Regions from separate parts of the Zea mays genome. Here region 2 is linked to region 1. The links are chromatin contacts, called in public Hi-C maps. All regions are on one chromosome and are shown on one strand. The core of a region is the stretch at or near the end of the contact, and the rest is flanking DNA. Distances in the headings are between cores, read along the strand shown. Region 1 holds the start of LOC103626513 (Translationally-controlled tumor protein-like protein). Region 2 holds the start of LOC100501758.

What was found. A called contact is a pair of places that touch in the nucleus more often than the background predicts.
Region 2: a Hi-C map of leaf shows a contact between it and region 1, with 9 times the contacts expected there. The contact joins the promoter of LOC100501758 here to the promoter of LOC103626513 in region 1. A contact is called at or near these places in 7 of 25 Hi-C or Micro-C datasets (bundle sheath, ear, leaf and 2 more) and 1 of 3 datasets of contacts at active chromatin or transcription factors (leaf).

The regions. Positions count from the first base shown.
Region 1 is chr5:70,006,881-70,011,970 of Zm-B73-REFERENCE-NAM-5.0, forward strand. LOC103626513 (Translationally-controlled tumor protein-like protein) reads right to left here and starts at 1,978. Exons shown (of 5, transcript NM_001301465.1): 1 at 1,899-1,978; 2 at 1,606-1,679; 3 at 531-656; 4 at 276-433. The coding sequence starts at 1,926.
Region 2 is chr5:70,366,407-70,371,496 of Zm-B73-REFERENCE-NAM-5.0, forward strand. It overlaps LOC100501758, which reads right to left and starts at 2,392. Exons shown (of 1, transcript NM_001196421.2): 1 at 785-2,392. The coding sequence starts at 2,273. The coding sequence ends at 990.

The DNA.
Region 1 (5,090 bases), core at 728-3,227:
CAAAAGTTCTAATTCATATTAGAAAAAGATAGGATGGTACAATCTGCAAACGTGGGATCACAAAGTCTATATATACATTTGTGTATGAGAATACCAAGTTCTAATTCATATTAGAAAAAGATAGTATAGTAGTTCACGCTGCATTGCTATAATAAGTTAACGATAGATATGAAATGTATTATCAATAGATTTGGGTATAGAACTTGCAGAGGATATTTCACATAGCATTACTAAGCTAATAATAGATATGCAATGTATTTATTGATAGAACTTACAATTGGAGGTCCTTCAGCTTGCTAAGGAGAAACTTGGTTGCACCCTCGACACCCTTTTTGAACTCATCCGCTTTCTCTGGCTCCAACACAGCAGTGAGATTCTTGATGTATTTTTTGATGTAAGACACAAATGATTTCTTGTCAAAAGGAGGTTGCTCCTGTAAACAGGATGCAGGGATTAGTACCAAAAAACTATGCACAAGGTACATTCAAGCAAAAAAAAAAAATTAGCCCTGACATTTAGAGGGTAGCAACCTGTAGACGGAATGTGTCAACAATATCAACCACCTTCACAGCTGTGTCATCAACGCTTTCGTCCTCACCACCCTCGGCGGATGGATTGGCACCAATGTCCACATCAACAGGACCTTGGGTGACCCACTGCAATCATCCAGCACAAACATAAGTAACAATCACACAAAAACAGCTAACCAAGTAATGGATTAAGCAAAACAGAGTATTATCGCTGCACAATCATGACTACATAACTTAATAAGGGAGACCAATAAATGTTGGTACAACACCAAGCATACAGAAAAAAACAAACACTCAGGCCAGGGGTGCGCATGAAAACATGTTGATGCACCTCCAGGTTACACTCATGAACCAACATAGGGCCTGATTGGTTGCCCGCATATAGGCCAACCAGGCTCACGGTATGCGACCGTAGTGTGTTTGGTTGTAGGTTGCATCCACGTAACCAGGCGCGTGCTACTTTGCCGCTTGTTTGGTTTGCCGCATATGCATCAGCGCCTGTGTCTCGCGATGCAAAAAAGGAGCTCGGGCCAGGCTCTGGAGATGCGACCAAAATCTGCGCATCTGTGGAGCCAGGCTCACGCGATGCACAGCCAGGCTGCCGCGGGCCTGGCTCGCTCGGCCATGCTGCCTAGATACGGCAACCAATCAGGCCCATAGAAGTTCTAGCCTGTGAAGACAATGAGACCAAACTAACGGTAGCATACATCAATTTGAACGAAGGGTAAACTACATGGCATACCACAGCAAGAAAGTTACAAATGTGGAGAAGTTGGCACACATCAAAATTAAGTTTTGGTGCAGCTGCAGGTCAGTAATGAGTCCTGGTATGTAAAGGCAACTAAAATAATCTAAAAATAGCATAATAGTTTGGATAAACTACATGGCATGCCACATCAAGCAAATTACATCTAGACTAAAAAACCTAGCGCAGGAAAGAACCTAACAGCGCCATAGGTCACATACCAACCACACAGGTACTGTCTAAACACATGATACTGACTGCATCAAACAAATGATATCAGAATATCGGATCACAACACAAGCTAGCCATCCGATGATGGAGCGAACATACCTTTCCCTCGACCTCCCACAGGACGCCGTTCTCGAGCTCCTTGTAGGTGAATGAATCCGACAGGAGCTCGTCGCCTGCAATACACGCGCGCACAGTAATTCAGCGAATCGATCGCAGATCTAGCCACCCAGGCCGCAGCAAACGATGAGATCGACTTCTCTACCGATCGCGACACGACTAGAACAACACCGACGGTAACCGGATCCGGGAATCGGGAACCAGGCGAAACAAAAAAAAAGGAAAACAAAAACAGAGAAAGAAATACTGAATCGGTTGGTAAAATTCGCACGCACCAGATAGGAGATCCTGATAAACCAACATCTCAACGCCGGCGGATTATCGGTTGCTCGTGGGGACGAAGGGACGATGTCGGAGGCGGCGGCGCAGCGAGCAAGGGTTGGGCAGCGAGGACGGCCGCGGCGCATTTATGGTGGCAGGGAAACATCCGGGCCGCGGTGGCAGCCGTCCGATCCGCGGCCCCGACGGCCCAGATGCTCGATCCGCCGTGACGGGCGCTTTTGGGAAAAGAGACCCTCGCCTTCGTGGAGAATTCGGGAGGAGTCCTCGTTTTTTTTTCTTTTCTGTGGGGACGGCCCGGACGCGGGACGTGCGAGAGCGTCCGATCGGGTATCTGCGCCGGATATTCGCTCGCGGACGGCTAGGATGTGCACGTGCGCCTACGCCATGGCCGTGGGGCCTGGGGGGGTCAGCGTTGCTGGCACGCAACCTGGGCTCTGGATGAAAGTAGGATGGGAAACCCGAACCGACCGTTATTGTATTATTGATTTTGTCAATTTTATTCCGACTATTATCAAATCCGATTAATAAAACAAAAACAGGACGAAAACGGGATATCAAATACGATAAGAAAAAATGAAAACGTAGAACTATTTTTCCAACCGTTTTATCGGGATCTCGTTTTAAATCAGGATGATCTTGTTTTGTCCGGTATTTTCAATTCCAGAAAAGTAGACATGATGCCCTGTCTTGATCCATAAGCATTCAGCCCATAAACCAGCCACACTAGCTTTCTCTCCATGGGCCCACGGCTGGCTCCATGCTACGAGCGACCAGCCCACCACAGTATGCCAGGTCTCCAGCAGTCCAGCCATCAGCCAACTTGTAGCTCTAAACGCATCCACGCATACTGCTTGTTTATTAATTAACGTGAGCACATTGATGTTGCTTGCATACTGCTTGGTTGCTTGCACATTTAATACTGCTTACATACAGCAGAAGTTTGGTCTTTGCTAATGCATGAATAATGTCAGCATCTTGTTTACTACTGTTTGGAAGCATCACATTGATTCAAAACTAACTTTTATGTTGTGATTTTAGCGATCTAAAATACTGGTTACCGTTCGATTTCTGCATTTACCCAGCCGTATTGTATCGTTTTTCGATTCCCGTAATTATCCCATTCGTTTTCGTATCCGATATATCCCATTTTCGTTTCCGTTCCGCAAAATAAATATGAAAATGAAAACAGTAGAAGTGTTTTCCCGACCGTTTCCGACCGCTTTCATCCCTACCATGGCTTCCCATGTCATGTGTCGGAACGGAATCAGGCCTCCACCGCGTTCCGTGCCATGTTGTGCTGCTGAACGGTCCAAAAAATAGCTAAATTGATTATGTTTTTACTTTTTTAACGGGATGAAAACGAAAAACCAACGGTCAGATCGGCATTGTCGGTTATTCAAAAACAATAAACTTTTGTTTTTCACAAATATATAATAAAGTGGCATATTGGCGAATATTTTAGATATTGAAATAGACAAACAACTATTTCTTCATCATTCGTATTATTTAGAGTAATTACAATTTTTGTTTTTCTCTAATTCATTCGCTTGAACACAATGAAAAACATGTAAATTACATAAATTATACACTAGATGTATCTCATATTATATTAAAAATTGTATCATCACGACTCGTAAACGAAAATTATGAGAACGATCGGAAAACTAGGTAAATCGCTTTCGTACTGTTTCTAATCGGTTTTCGAAAATTTTGAAAATGGACTATAAAAACGGTATTCGGACAAGGACGGTATGAGATTTTCCCGTTTTCATCCCTAGTCATGTCGTCCGTTATAGAAAGCCCCGTTTTATTATCTCTTTAGAACACACTAGTATATATGTATATATACATATAGGAGTAATCTCAATTTTAATAAGATTCAAAATATTATGGTGGCCATCCATGGTGAGGAGCGCGAGTGCCACCGGGGTTGATGAGGACGTCGACCCCCGGAGCAGCAACCACATCATCCTCTGTCGACCTTCCCTCTACAGGGATGGGAGGGTGGTCGTAGAGGCGTGGAGCGTCGGTTCGCGCCACCATGGTGCTGCCTAGGCGAGGGGTGAAGATGTGGTCTTCACCGTGATCTTCGGCGACAGTTGCCACGACATGGGGCTCTGCAGTCCATCCGTGATCCGGGCACCTGTACGTGTCATGCATGGTTGGTGCCGGAGTTTGTGGCAGTGGATGGACGCGAGGGCCTAGACGCTCGAAGACAGCGTCGTGGCATTCACATCATCCATGGATGGTAGCACGTCACCCAATAGCTGCGATGACAAACATGACGACGACGGCCTCCAACTCGACGGAGAGCATTGTACAGAACACGAGCAGTGTGGTAAGGCAAGTTGATTCTCGCCATGATGCTTACCGTGATGAATTGGAGGCCTTCGTGTCTCCTATTCGTGGTTCATGTGGTCTCCTTTGTTTTTTGCGGTTGGTTAGAGTCTAAGTGAAAGTAGAGGAATTGAAGAAGTGTACTGTTGTATTAATCTATGTACGTATTTATACAAGCAGAAGGGGTGCAATGAATAGATGTCTAATCCTAGAGACAATTGTTCATTGCATCCATGCCAAAGGACACACCCTTTGGTTACAAGTAATTATCTAATCTATGTCTTGATCCTGTCTTCTTAATGGATGGATGAGATCATCTCCTTTGGTGAATAGGTGCCTCTTTTAAGAGACAACCTTTCACAGCACTCCCCCTTGATCGAATCTTCCTTCAGATCAATGCTTTGTTAATTCCTCAAAAAACCCTATGGGAAAAATCTGAGGAATATCTTATTGTGATTAATAAACCACTATGACTTTGGTAGCTCCTCTAAAAAACCCTGTGGGTAAATTGGAGATACGACATAAAGATAATTTCTCTGAAAACCATGTAGGAAAATGTGAAAAATGTGTTGATATACTATTAAAAACTCCATGAAAATCCAATGGGAAAATTAGGAGATATTGGCCAGTATATTTTAGGGATTGTCTCTTGTGAGCTTGTATGAGAAAACCTTGAAGAGGAAAAATTCATAACAAATTTGAGGACAATATATGCCTTTGATGTTCCCTTAAAAACCCCATTGGGGAAAATAGAAAACATGACTAGTACTTGCGTTATTATCACCTCATTAAAAATTTTCCATGAGAAAACTTGTGAGAAAAAACTCATAAAAGAAAATATTGTAATA
Region 2 (5,090 bases), core at 1,142-3,641, 360 kb after region 1:
AAAAAAAGAAAGATCCATCTTTTCCTTACTGATAGTAGAATAGAATTCAGGTAGCCGGCAGTACATACAATAGTTATTAGGGCCAGTCCAGTACAATTGTATTTGCTGTAACTTACAATATCCGGCACCGGCAGGTAGGGACAGGTGAGTTGAATTAGTCTGCAGAAGATAGACGAGTGGCGACAAAGTGATGACGAGGTCTCCTCTCACTCACTCACTCACAGCTACGTGCAGCTCAGCCGGTGCTGCCCCCTTGGTGGCCTGCACATCTCTCCTCAGAGTCTGCTCATGGAAATCTTGGTCAGTGCTGTGTTAGGTGCAGGCCCCGATCCTCAACCTCCGGAGTCAACCCTTTGATTCCATGTCATTTTGCAGACGAAAAGCAACAGTGGCCGTCCCTCTGAATGAACGAACAAACGACTGGATTGGGTGTAAAGACGAAAAACAGCAGGATAGAAAGGAAAAAACGAGTTCATATTCAGTAGTTGCCCTTTACCCCCCTCTGAATAAATGGACGAATGAATGACTGCCTGAAAATTGGGTGTGAGATTCAGTCAGCAAAGCACACGGAGGCGAGGTCAACAGCAAGTTGCAGCTGGTCCAGTTGGATTGCTTTACAGTTAGTTGTTGGGGAGATGAGGAACAGAAGAAACTATTCATTATTCAAGATTCGACGAGGAAGCACAAGGGGTTCACAAATGCTATGCTCTCTAGCTGTAGCTCATTGCTGCATACAGCTATGCTCTTCAGCATCCACAAGAATCAAATTAATACGCACACATACTAATCCAACAAGATGTTAGTTCTTTTTTTTTTTACATACAGCAGGCTCATCATCTACAGGGCATGAGAAGCAAGAGAGGCGTTGTTTTACTGGCAGTGGCAGGGTAGCAGTACAAATCAAAGAATGGTACAGTACAGGGCAATGGGGGGAGAGAATAATTTGTGACCCCCCAAAGCAAGCAAGCAATTCGTCGACGATCGTCGCCTCAGAAGGAGTGCTGGTGCGGCGGCGGCACGCCTGACGCGGACGCGGCATTGGCGGTGCCGGCGCGCGCGCTGAGCTCCATGCAGCGGACGACCTCCGCGCGGCAGGCGACGACGCGGTGGAACACCGCGCGCACCTGCCGCTCCAGCGGCGCGAGCCCGTCCTCGAGCGTCCGGCACGCCGCCGCCAGCTCCTCGGCGCGCTCCGTCACGTCCCGCGCGCGCTCCTCGCCCACGATCCCCTGCCGCCGCTCGTCGTCCTCCTCCTCCTCTTCCTCCTCGGCGATCTCCTCGAGCACGCTGTTGAGCTCGCGCGCGGCGCGCTCCACGGCCTGCATCTCCGCGAGGAGCCCCGACGTGGGCGCGGAGCCGGAGCAAGATCCCTTCTTTTCCTTGCGCCTCCACTCCTCCGCGATCCTCTCCTGGAGCGCGGACATGGGCGCCGCCCACTGCGCCTGCTTCGGCGGCGCGACGGGGGGCCCGGTGGCCCCGGACGCCCGGTCCTGGCACGGCACCGCGCCGACCAGCGCCCACATGGCGAAGACGAGGACGGAGCTCATGGTGTAGAGCGCCAGTCCGAGCCCGCACCCCGCGCCCGGGGCGGCCGCGGCGGGCGACAGCGGGTGCGGCAGCGGCGCGAGGTGCGCCGCCATGGCGGTCATGTGGCGGCCCGCGGACCAGTTCTTGGAGACGCTGAAGGAGAGCGCGCGCATGGTGCGCGAGGAGGGCGAGGCCGCGGAGCCGCCGCAGGCCTTGGCGGATGCGTCGTCGGCGGGGAAGAGCCTGGAGATGGCCCTGCGCGCGCGCGCGAGGTGCGCGGTGTGGAGCGACGGCGCGAGGAGGAGGCAGGACGCGGCGGCGAGCGCGGCACGGTGCGCGGCCCGGACCGTGGTCAGCGTGAGGGATGCCGCGTTGAGAACGTCGAGCGTCTTGACGGCGCGGTCGAGGAGGTCGCCGGCGAGGCGGTCGGCGGGGGGCCTGGCGATCGCGGCGGCGACTGGGGCCAGCGCGAGCACTCCGCGGAAGGCGTCGTCAGAGGAGACGACGGCGTCGAGGAGCTCCGAGAGGAAAGGGAGGGTGAGGAGCGACGGGGAGCCAGGGCCAGGGGTGGCGTGCGCGGAGAGCGCCTGGAGGCGGGCGGCAACGTGGGACTGGAGGGCGTCGAGCGCGAGGAGCTCATCGTCCTGCGCTGGGTCGAAGGAGGCGACGGCGGTGGCGCTGCGGCGGAAGCTGAGCATGCCGAAGAAGCCCATCCCGGAGGGCGGCGGCGGCTCGGCGGCGGCCATGGCCTTTATCGGCGGGTCTGGGTCTGGGCCTGGGCTTTGCCTTCCTTGGGGGAAGAGGATGAGGAGGGACCGAGGGAGGCGGAGTCGTCGTGGTCGGAGGAAAAGAGTGGAGGGGAGGGAATGGTGGGAGTGGGACACCGCGGCTTCTGCGGGGCCGCCATTTATATGGCCTCGACGATGACGGCCGGCGGTGGTGGCCTGGTGGGCTCGCATCCCCTTCTGCCGATGGGCTGCTGACGCGTGGGTCCACGGGCAGTTGGGCACCACGTGTCAGTGTGAGGACGGACGAGACGCGTGGACTGGTTCGTTGGGACTTGGCAGGCGGCTGACTTGGTTGCCTGCCACTACGTCTACGTCTACGTGTACTCCTATATGTTTCGCCTGCTGACTTGGCTCGCCTCTCTTGTCTTTTGTCTCGTCTGCTCGATTGCGCGATGGACCATTTCCATTTTATTCGCAATTATTCTTCTCCTTTTATTATCCTATATATTTTGGAAATAAACTAACCGGCAACTACTATATCTCTGCCTTATCTTTTCTTCCTTTGTTTGCAATAGATAGGGATTCTTTAGATTGGTTAGTACTAAAAAAATAAAATTTTAGCTAGTCGATTTTCAATGGGAGGCTGTTGGAATCCACCTCTAATTGGTTAGTGAGTTATTTATTTATTATATACACTATTAGCATATATTAGCAATTTCAAACCTACTAATGAAACTACTTGTTATTAGTCCTATAGCTAAAAATTAGTAAACATACCATCCACTCATGCTGATTTTAGTTGATATATTTTTAGCACTAATGGATAAAAATATGCGCATATCATGGGAATGGTGAATTTTGTGGAGAAATATATTACCGACATCTTAGTTAAAGGATGCAAAATATCTAAAGTTTGATTAAATTCATTCGTAAAAAGTAGCAATATTTTATGACACTAGACGTGCATTGAAAAAACACATTTCACGATAAATTCGATGTGTAACCGGTGCCACATCAAGATAACAAGGGTACTACAGGATGAGACTGTTGTAATACCCTACGATGAATATATGCAAGCGAGATCTAGTTTACACACTCTGATCAATTGTGTCTTGGAGTGTGCAAAGTTCAAGTGCTAAAAGTCCAGCCCCTAAAAAACAAAACACCAAAAGTCCCGAGACCAAAATTCTAGTGCTTTGTATCTTGATTTTCTCCTTTCGTTTATAGCTCAATTAAGGGGAGAGTTCAATGACATGACGAGGGGCCCACCCTAAAGACTCAACTACTACTCATAGTTGTTGACCCATACATGATGTATGTTTTCATTGTGCCACAATGACGAGCATATTGTGCTAAAGTGGCCAATACGAGAGCCCATGATATTGGGTACAACGTAGGTGGAGTACATGCAACTACATATACTTTATAATGATTATGTGTACATCTATATCCCCAAGCATGACTACATGACTAATGTACCCGCATATCGTACATAGTATTCACAGATACACATGTAGTCTTGTATGTGGCTATAGTGGTTGTTGCACCTATACGCACATCATAGTCTCTATGGGTATTACTTATAATGTCTCGGGCATGGCTATAACATGCCTTTTGACCATAACATTGTCCATCACTATAAATGTGATGGAAGGAAGCATTATCTAATTAGCCCAATATTGCATGTTGTTTTGATTAGGGGAGCACATTATGTCGGAGTCATGCTGCCTAGGGTTTTTTGCTATAGGGATCGAATGGGTGAAGAGTGGCCACATGATGTCGAGGTCGACCCCAATCATGATAGCTCATTAGGAGCAGTTGAGGAGCCAACGAACATTATTGGAGAAAGGGGTTTTGGAACCCTAGTGTCGATGTATCGATTAAGCGCCAGCTAGTAAATTTGTGATGCATGTTTTTAGACCCGGATGATGTGCAAGTATGACACAAGGGTTATACTTGTTCGACCAAAATTTCTACTCCAGTCTTTGATGGCTTTGCACTACCGGTACCTGATTGCTCGTAGTAGGGGTTACAAGCGAGGCGGGTGAGGGAGAAGCTCTCAAGTATCTAGTGTGTGTGCGCGCGCGATCTATTGAGTTGTGGTTACGACCTTGTTGTCATTGTTTCTGGCCCTTCATTTTATAGCTCAAGGAGAGTGTACATTACAATTGCTTTCCCCGTAAGGAAAACAAAGATGGGCCCTTTGCTTCATGTCAGTGACATCTCCCCCCTTGTCGTACGCTGGTCCAATAACCTCGTACTTGGTGACGTGTCTTGGTCAAGGTGTCTCCATGTCGTGCGTGCGGGTATATATAGTGTCATGTGTCGTCAAAAGACCTTGATTCTGACAGGGGTCGTACCGGAGTTGGCAGCATAGTGCCATGCATTTCCGGAATGGGCTGCCACGCTAGAGGCTTCATTCGTACCCTCCGGTTCCACTGACTCCCCAAACCTCATATATGGATCGTCCGCAGTGTTTCTCATGTCCTTGTACGAGGGACGTGGGGTTCTACAATTGATTTAGACGCAATGAATATGGGGGTTAAGCGGAACGAGGACAGCCCTGACTCCATACCACGTCGTGATGACGTTGCTGTAGTGAAGGCGGTAGGGATGTCAATTTAGCCCGCAAACCCGAAACCCGATGGGTACCCAACACACATAGCATGGTTACCACCAACTGATAGAACTGGTACTAACACAAACATCAGTATTATATTGATTTAACCGTCGAGGCCATAGAGAGTTATTATTAGTACCGAATGATGGCTCTAACATGTACTAGTGTTACTTCTTTAGTATGGGCTATAACCATCAATCAGTACTTAAGAGATT